Regions from separate parts of the Macaca mulatta genome. Here region 1 is linked to region 2. The links are chromatin contacts, called in public Hi-C maps. All regions are on one chromosome and are shown on one strand. The core of a region is the stretch at or near the end of the contact, and the rest is flanking DNA. Distances in the headings are between cores, read along the strand shown. Region 1 has its middle 22 kb from the start of TARBP1. Region 2 has its middle 10 kb from the start of IRF2BP2.

The links. Hi-C and Micro-C count contacts between places; a contact is called where the count stands out from the background.
Region 1: a contact with region 2 is called in a Hi-C map of fibroblasts, with 4 times the contacts expected there. The contact joins two enhancer-like sites. A contact is called at or near these places in 7 of 14 Hi-C or Micro-C datasets (CD4 T cells, blood, cortical neurons and 4 more).

Annotation. Positions count from the first base shown.
Region 1 is chr1:14,578,125-14,583,195 of T2T-MMU8v2.0, reverse strand. No RefSeq gene overlaps it. Among named protein-coding and RNA genes, the nearest start is that of TARBP1, 22 kb to the left of the region's middle. Within about 2 kb of position 1,410, at least 11 of the 40 cell types and tissues checked have an H3K27ac peak or open chromatin away from gene starts, as enhancers often do.
Region 2 is chr1:14,478,065-14,483,006 of T2T-MMU8v2.0, reverse strand. No RefSeq gene overlaps it. Among named protein-coding and RNA genes, the nearest start is that of IRF2BP2, 10 kb to the right of the region's middle. Within about 2 kb of position 2,691, at least 24 of the 40 cell types and tissues checked have an H3K27ac peak or open chromatin away from gene starts, as enhancers often do.

The DNA of each region.
Region 1 (5,071 bases), core at 161-2,660, 100 kb before region 2:
CAGATACAACAATAAGATGTTGTTACGGGCTGAATTGTGGCTTCCCAAAATTCCTTTGTTAAAGTCCTAACCCCCACTACCTCTGAATGTAACTGTAGTGGGACATGGGGACGTTAAAAGGATGATTAAGGTAAAATGAGGTCATGTTGGTGGGTCCTAACCCAATATAACTGATGTCCTTATAAGAAGAGAAAATTAGGACTGGGCACAGTGGCTCATTCCTGTAATCTCAGCACTTTGGGAGGCTGAGGCAGAAGGATCTCTTGAGCTCAGGAGTTCGAGACCAGCCTGGGCAACATAGTGAGACCTCCATCTTAAAAAGAAGAAGAAGAGGAAGAAGAGGAAGGAGGAGGAGGAGGAGGAGCAGAAGAAATGAAAAGAAAAAGAGAGAAGGCAACTAGGACACGGATTGGCACAGAGGGAAGACCATGTGGTGACACAGAGAGAAGATGACCATCTATAAGCCAAGGAGAGGGGCCTCGGAAGAAACACACCCTGCCAATACATTGGTCTTGGACCTTCAGCCTCCACAACTGTGAGGCAATATAATAGCCCTAGCAAACGAATACAGATGTCTTCCAATTTTAAAAAGATAGCTACATAATCATGGGTCAAGTGAACAGGACGCTACTTTTCCTTAAAATTGTTTTATTAAATGCAATATTGGCAACATACACTTCAAAAGTGGAGATAGGAGGAAGGTTTGGATGTCAAACAAGTTTAGAAACTATAGCAAACTGTAGTTCCTTCTTAGAAATCCACTACATTCTCAGTATGCATAATGCTCCTGAGATATCCTGCAATCACGTCTGTTCAACCTTTGCATAACCCTGACTTTCCCAAACTTTGAATGCCTTTTCAAAAAGAGATACAGTTCTGATGAATAAAACCATTGTTCTTGGAACACACTTTGGAAACACTAGTATGAACAAATTATGAGGCAAATATTCTAAGGATGTAAAGATGTCTGTGGACTGAGCCTTGAGAACTGTGGGATTCAGAAGGCTGGAAGGGAATACACACGTTCCAGGTAGGGGCAAAGGGAAGACTCTCTGTGGCCCGTCATGCGGGGTCATGATGTGGAAAGCAAGGCACAGAGGGGCCAGGCTGCCCAGAGCTGAGTGCTCACATTGCTGTGTGATAGGAAGGCTGGTCCTGAAGGAAGGATCAGTGCCCCCTTGTCAAAGAGAACCTGAGGCTTTCAGTGTCCAATTGTAGGATAAGGAGTGGAATTTGGAACATCTGGCCCTTGGTGTCCTCCTGGTGATCACTTCCAACAGAACTTAAACGCCCACAAAGGGTTCCTTCTATGAAGTCTCTGTCAATGGGGTGAAAGCCCGGATGGTGCGCCCAATGCCAGCCCGAAGCCACCAGATGGCGCGCGGAACCCGCAATGCACGCACGCCAGCCTTGCGTTTGTCCCCGCACTGGCCCCAGGCCTTGGGAAATGTGTCTTTCCCCTGCCTTTTTACACTTTAGGAAGCTCATCTTTAGAGATGCATGTGAAACACCCCCCGCCCCGCACAGCTGTGCTCCTCCTGCCCTTCCCCTCCTGGGACACATCGGCAGCCTTTCCCCGGTCTGAAGAGTTTCCAAGCCGAGGAGTCTCTTGCACGTTTGTTCTACTGGAACTCGAAGCCGGAAGCACTGAGCTTCCATTTTGTAACCCACAATCCCGGTGAAGTACAATCGTTAGGGAAAAAACATCTCAAGGATTGTGTGTTAGGGCAACCTCATTTCTGGCATGAAAACAAGCCCTGCAAACACTCTGTTACTCTGGTGTTCTGACTGCAAACACAGGGGGATGTAAGATTTTTAAGTAATCCCAAACCTCAGCCCTGAAGAGTTAATGATGTTCCTCATGCCACTGGGGCACGAAAGAAAGACTTGCATGTTCGGGTGGTTATGACTTGCCCAGAGCGGTGGAACGAGCCATAAGGCTGAAGGCCAAGGGATTCGGGCCACCCATGCAGTGAAATAATCCCCCAGAAATGCAGAGCCCGGAGTGGAAATGAAAGTAAAGAGAAGAGTCATTCCAGGGCATTGGCTAAACCTGACTAAACCTGACTGATCATCAAGCCTAAAGTTTGCTTGACTCCCGAAACTGCAAATCTCAGATTTGGGATGTACTGCCTAGATACCAGGAAATGACAGAAATCAAGCAGTTGGAACACTGTTCTTGTCCAACTCTGGGTCTTAAGCTCTGTTCTCATTTTCAGTTCCAAAAGCAATGAATAATTAATAAGGTAGTTTTTGAATGGAAAGCACATTTCAATGGATGGGTGATGCTTTCCGAAAGGCCTCTGACAGTTACTGTTTATTTCCTTCTTTCTTTCTCTTTTTGAAATAAAACCATGGAAGTGAAGACTGAAGCAATATTCAAATATACAACATCCCACATGTTTGACCCACCAGAGACTTGCACCAGTAATGAAAAGCAGGATCTAATATCTACCTTGTCACCTACTGTATGCCTCACACTCTGTTCCATGTTTTTATGGAAGTAATGTCTCATTTAATCCTCACAGTCATGGCTCCGTAGTTGGCACTGGCCCAGGTTTTTAGATGAGGACCCTAGTCTCCTATAAGGTTAAGCAGCTCACCCAAAGTCACACAACTAGTAAATTTGAGAATAAGGAATTGGAACTTGGTATATCTGACTTCAAAGCCTCAGTTCCTCTTCCTTTGCCCATGCATTTCACAGACTCATGGGACCTCATGGAGTTAGAAGGGATCTGGGAGGGCATTTGGATGAATGTTCTAAATAATACATGAATCTCTTTTCCAGCATTCTCTGTAAGTTGAAAGCTAAACAAGTGTGAATGTGCCTGAAATCAAAAGCTGAAGCCGAAAAAGAAGTCAGAGCAAGACTTCAGAATTCAGATAGAGGGCCTAAAATACATGTAATAGATTTTGGTCCTATTTTCTCTAAAAGTGGGACAGATGTATATATTTAAGTCTGTGAGACGACCAACAGTGCACCTAAGGAATGAGTCCAGAATGTTGTTCTCTTAGCCCAGCTCAAAGGGGAATAGTTGAAGAAAAATGACTAGGGAAAGAAGGCACGTGTTGGTATGGATGGGATGCCTGTGATATCCTGAAGATGTGTGCACTGTAATTCAAAGAGATTCAGAGGAATGCTACTGTTTCAGCATACACACCCTCAGGTCCTGGAACAATATGGTAAAAAGCTCCCCTCTCCCCCAGTTCTAGGGAAAGGTAACTAAGTGAAAGCAGGTGACCAGCCTCAGGCCACATAGCAAGGAGGTGGCAGAGCTAGAAATAGAACCAAGTGCTGAGTGTCTCAGTTGTGCTGTGGTGCTACTCGCCCTTGCTGCCTCACACATCTTCCGTCAAGACTGGCTCTGTGTGAATTTGGAAACTCAAAACCAGGTTTCAGTTTTCATGACATACTGGAAACTTGGCCTTGGATCACTAAGAAGTTCACTATGGGGGCCGGGCGCGGTGGCTCATGCATGTAAACACAGCACTTTGGGAGGCCAAGGTGGGCATGAGGTCGACATGGAGACCATCCTGGCCAAAATGGTGAAAACCCGTCTCTACTAAAGATACAAAAATTAGCTGGGCGTGGTGGCACATGCCTGTAGTCCCAGCTACTTGGGAGGCTGAGGTAAGAGAATCACTTGAACCCAGGAGGTGGAGGTTGCAGTGAGCCGAGATCGCGCCACTGTACTCCAGGCTGGCGACAGAGCCAAACAAAACAAAACCAAACAAAAAAGAAGTTCACTGTGGCTTGTGAACCTTTCAAGCAAATGGAACCAGGTTTCTGTCATGTGTCGACCCCCACCAATGCCAGGAGGGATGGATGGGTTTGAGTGGGAATCAGGTACAATTCCATCAACGTGGTATTGACATGTCCCAGAGTGCACGCTGGCCTGGAAGGACACCTGGAAATGGGGGGCCTCTACAAATCCCAGCTGCAGTGGAGTCTCTCAGAGTCAGTCAGGGAATAACTTGGGGAGAGGGAGAGAGAAAAGGAGGGAATGATTTAGGAGGTGTGCATATTCATTTGCAAATGAAGTTATGGAAGTTGCTAGTGAGATTTTTATTGGTAATTAAGTGATAATGCCTGTGTAAAGCTGCTAGAGTTGGAATTCCTGTAAAATACTGAAGGGACTGAGGCACTTTTGAGAAATGTCTTATTGTTTAGCATTTTCAGAAACAATTTAGGTTTCCGTAGTATCTTGTATCCTCTAACTAGTAACTCTTCAAAGCATTCTTGCGAGGCAGGTCACTGGGCTAACCTATTTGTGCACCTCCAAAGCCTGTTTATTTACACGTAGAGGATGTTAGATGACACCTCTCTCTCTCTCTGACACACACACACACACACACACACACGCACGCCAGGATACAGGATCATATGTCCTTCAAATGGCCTGGCCAGGTAGAAAGTGTTTTGTTTTAAATCAAGATTCTGTATATGATTAGCTTGAGATAATCCAGTTTAATTAATGGAATTAGAGGAATTAGGAAGGATCCAGGTACAGTGACTATTGAAAGACTTTGCAAGAATTTATGTTTGGGCCTGGCATGGTGGCTCATGCCTGTAATCCCAGCACTTTGGGAGGTTGAGGCACGTGGATCATTTGAGGTCAGGAGTTCGAGACCAGCCTGGGCAACATGGTGAAACCCCATCTCTACCAAAAATGCAACAAAAAAAATTAGCCAGGTGTCGTGGCATACACCTGTAATCCCAGCTAGTCAGGAGACTGAGGCAGGAGAATTGCTTGAACCCAGGAAGCACAGGTTGCAGTGAGTCAGTATTGCACCGCTACACTCCAGCCTGGGTGACAGAATGAGACTCCATCTCAAAAAAAAAAAAAAAAAAAAAAGGAAAAAGAATAAAGAAATAAAGAATTAGTGTTTGAACTGCTATGACTGCTATGTAAAAAAGTAATTACTTTCTTCCCTTGCTGGCTGGCAATGGTGGCCTCAACATCCACAAGGCTGGGAGAAAGGAATAAAGGAGAAAATCAAGAGCCTGGCCCCAGTTTGAACTGGGTAATAAGCCCTTGATTAATTAATAACTGCCTCCTCTCTAAATATA
Region 2 (4,942 bases), core at 1,442-3,941:
TGGCCTAGATGAAAGATCTCTGGCTTGGTCTGGTCATTGCTTGAGACTCAGCTCAGCCAGTATTTGTTACTGAGACCTTGAATCAGTTCCTTCCAGTGCTACACATTTGTGGTGACAAACCCAACTCTTCATGACCTCTGAAGACTTACTCATGAATCCAGTGGCTCCTGTGTAAAGAAATATGATTTACAAGAAAATTAAAGGATTTTTTTTTCACAAACACGTTTTTATCAAGGTCAAAATCCAATGAAGATGCTCTTATTTCCCATTATACATCATTTTTATTGATTCCTTATTTAAATAAATCTTAACAAAAATGAAATATGTTCAAACATATTTTCAACCCACTCACCCCCAGCTGCTACCAGTCACACAAATACCATCCTCACTTTTAAAGTCATAAATGGAGTGAGGTAGACCATTTTGGTGGTTCATAGGCAGGCTGAGCTTTGAGTAAATGAATCTGAGCATAGGGTGTTTCATATTCTTTCTTTGTGATATTTTAATTTTAGTTCCAATAAAACTATACATCCTCCAAGGTGATGATAACTTCGGGAATCTTTTGGTACTGCGATTGAAACCCAGTGAGTACTCTAGGTACAAGATTCTGGCCTGAGACAATGCATTTTCTGTGATGACAGCAGGGGGAGCCCCTTCTCTCCAGTGTTTCAAAGCGATTTGCTATTATTCTGTTTAATATAATAACTGAAAGTCTCTATTTTGGGTGGTAGGCACTCACTGTGCCAATCACCTAATGATGCCCTGTATGACAGCACCTTCTCATGTCTCATTGATAAATGAAAAACCAGAAACCTGTCATAGAGGTTACCTCATTTGATATTTTAGCCCCCTTTGAGTCAAGTACAACATATGTATACGTGTGTATATATACATGTCTATGTATATACATATGTGTGGATATATATGTGTGTGTGTATATATATATTTTTTAGATGGAGTCTCGCTTTGTCGCCCAGGATGGAGTGCAGTGTGGCGATCTCAGCTCATTGCAACCTTCGCTTCCCAGATTCAGGAGACTCTCTTGCCTCAGCCTCCCAAGTAGCTGGGATTACAGGCATGCACCACGGCGCCCAGCTAATTTTTGTATATTTAGTAGAGACAGGGTTTCAGTATGTTGGCCAGGCTGGCCTCAAACTCCCGACCTCAGGTGATCCGCCCGCCTCGGCCTCCCAAAGTCCTGCAATTACAGGCGTGAGCCACTGTGCCTGGGCTCTATTGTTTTTAATAATTGCAAAACAGACACAAAACTTAACTGAATTACCTGAGATGACTGCACAAGGCCCAAGAACATCTGGAGATTTCCTGACCTTTATTCTAGTGGTTTTATCTGGGGGCAGAACTGGACAATTCTGAGGTGTTTTAGAGAACCCTGAATTTGCATCTCTCAGCATAGTTTCCTCTCAAAGGTCTTTGTGAAGGAGCAGAGCCACTGAAATTGCATTGCTGCTGTGTCAAGACAGTCACAGGAAAAGAGCAAGAATAATTTCCTAGGAATTGCATTTCAACCCGAAAAAGCTTCCAGATTCCTCAGTAACATATATAAAGAGTAGATTGTATTGCACGATTTCCATCTCAAGCTTCTAAATGGTTTTTGTGCCTATTATCTAGAAAGAAAAATATGTTGGTGAAGGAAGTCTTTGGGGTAGGGTTGTGTCTAGGAATTCACAAGCCTGAAGCAAGGCTTTATTTTTTTTAGCCTCCTATCCATTCACCCGTTCATTCACTTTTAAACAAAACTATTATACAATACTTAATCCACAATCTAGTTGCTACTTCTGGTAGCCAGCACCCTGCCCCCCCCAACTCCAAAGGTGGTGATGGAGAAACAGTTTAATGTCAGTTTTTAAAGTGACAGGGGTCATGTTGTTCATTTTTTGAGAAAATACTGCAGAGTATTAAAGGGAATAATTAATAAAAATCAGCAGTAAACTAATTCGGTAGAACCTCAGTGCACAATGCTATGATCAAAGAAAATTTTTTTTCTTAAAATTTAAATAAAAGTTTCTTGATGGAAAGTAAACTGATTCCAGGCAGTCAGTTGTTACAGTACTCTGGGCAGTTCCCATAGGGGCATGTCCTGAGGTTTGCTTAATAAATACATTTTTATTAGCATGCACCATCCATTAGTGCTAACACAGATGCTTCTTAAACATGCGTGTTTACTTCACCAGCACGGAACATTTGGCTTATTATAGCTACAGCCAAAAAAAAAAAAAAAAAAAAGGCAGCATCATGATTTCCAAAAAGGGAGTGACATTTGATTTGGGGCAGCTCTTGTCATGCGCCATCTCCAACTTGGAAAATCCACCCAGTACAGCCCGGCCAGTCGGGGACCCTTGCAGGCGGCAGCCAGGGCTGCTGCTGACGCGCGTTTGATCTTTTCTGGGCCACCGAGGGCTCGCCACACCCCTGCTCTGGCGCGCACGTTCCTCGCTCGGCCTCGCCCAGCAGGACCAGACCTTTTACTTTATTTGGTTCACCACGCGGTCTCCGCTCCAAAGAGCGCGCCGGCGGCGGCGGCGCACGCGGGCCCTCGCGCGCACTCGCACATTCTTCCCCGGGAACGCGGGTGGGGGGCGCGGGGAGGTGGCGGGGCCCGGGCCGCGGTAGCTCTAATTATAGCCCGGCAGCTGGCGCGCGGGCTCGGCCTGGCGCTCGGAGCCAGGACAGGGCGGCGGGGCGGGGCGGGGCGAAGCGCACGGGGCCGTTTCCCGTTTCCGGGCCCGCGCCCCGCCCCGTCCCGTCCCGTCCCATCGGGTCCAGTCCGGCCCCGCCTGGGGTCGCGGGGTTCCACGTGCGCAGAGCCGGGCGCGCGGAAACTGCGCTGCTCCAGCCCGGGAAAAGTTCTAGAATAGAGGCGCGGCGCAAGTCAGGGGGCCGCCTTGGAAACCGCAGCAAGGGCTCCTCGTGGGCTCCAGGCTGTTGGAGAGTGAGGGAGCCTCCTCCCCTTTCCTTCCCGTGGAGTAAACAGGGTTTGCCAGGGCTGGATTCTTTCTTCCATTTAAAAAGTGCCATTCTGAACAGCGATACAAAGTGAAAAAATAAATTTTTTAAAAAAGAAAGGAAAAGCTACAATTTGACCACTCTGACCAGCCTCCTTGTTCCAACTGGCCTCTTGATTTGTATAAAGATGATGGGGTCTGGCGGCCCCTTTGATGCATGAGTTGCACGCTGGGCATAATGAACTTATTGTGCGAAAGCACTTTGGACTTCGGACTGTGTTCCTATGTCAGAATTTTACTGTGGTTTGTAAGATAAACTGGAAGGAAACAAACTCATAGTTAACTCTTGTCAATACGTGTCTTGAACCAAGCAAAGTGACATTTCCTACCTGTGGCTTTGACTTTAAGCTGCACAAAAGGTAGGAGCTAGCCTCTCAGCTGTTCAGAGCCTAGAATGAGATGCCTGCTTAGTAGGTGTTAAATAATAACAGCAACAACCCATATGGTGCTTATTAGGAGAATAGTATTACAAAACTTCTCTAATGACTGTGACCCTCCTGTGAAATTCTGATTTCAATTGTATATGGGGTACAATAAATCTTTATCTTTTATCACCAGAAAAGCTAATTGAACTGCTGTTTGCAGGCAGAAATAACAAAATGGGGGTAATGGGCTCTCAGCCTGGGCTAAGGCTCTCAACAGCTTTTTTCTGTTTTGCAGCTCACACATATAGTCGGCTCAGGCAGATGGCCCAAGCCAAGCCTGTGCCAAAGAAATGCTGATTTAGTCTGACCCAGACAATCTCTACTCCCACATGTCACTTCTCTGCAGAACTCTTACTAGTATGGCAAATACTTTAAAAATCATACAATAAGGCAAAAGCTCAGTAATTTGAGGTTCACTTTTAATAAACTCTTTCCATGCATTAAAATAAATTGAGGTCCTTAGCTCTGGCGAAATGTTTCTAGGTTTTTAATTCCACCCCCCTACCCCACCCGCCCCAGACATAAATAGCCACATACGCAATTCAAAGTACTCTATTTGAACTAGTATAGGAAAGATGTTTTCTATAATATTGCAGATAAATTTGCAATGACTTAAATATTTATCTGCTTAAGTTGCTGAGTGCCTCCACAACAAAACCGAACTCAATTTTTGGTGCCTGATGGGCATCTGAATGTTACCTGATGGTGATGATATACTTAGAAATACTAATTGCTAAGTAAAAGTGGTAAGTGATGTGATCTACAGATTATGTAATGTAGTTCATTTCCCCCAAAATGTAAACTATATTTAGAAATATTCAAATGTGACATTATTACCCTATACAGGATGTCTTATCTCAGCATCAAGGGCGTCTGCAGAGCTGCTGGAGGAGGCTCTTTGGATTACGCAATCTAACTTCTGAAAGCCCATTCAAAGGATGAGAGCAACCGGTGCGTTGAAGCTCTCAATTTAAACTAGGAATCCCGTAGTCTAGTCTCTAGACTTATCTGACCTAGGCAGAAATCATCTCCCAGAGGCTTTTCATGGCTGATTCTGTGATATTTTACTTGCATTGAAGATTATTCCATGTTTTGAGTTAGTGTGAGTCATACAGTGCTATTCTATTTTCCAAATAAATGTTTGTCTTACAGAAGAAACTTTATACCATTTTAATAGGGTTGTTTTACAAGGAAATTTTACTCAGTTGGTTTTTGGATTAAAAATAAAAGAACAGCTTTTAAGATACTATGTCTAAATGATTCTCAATAATGATCTGTGGTATAGTTACTTTTTGCCCTAAAATACCTTTTCTGTGGGTTGTATGGATTGTTTTATGTTGTGCCAGGCAGATGTGCACAATTTTCTGATAAAAACCAGTACAAACACAGACTTTGTATTCTATAATCTTTTAAAGAGGCAAGTTACACTCCAAATCAACAAATCAGAGAGCTGTTTCCAATCAAGCATTTTAGGTTAAGTTGTATTGACACGGG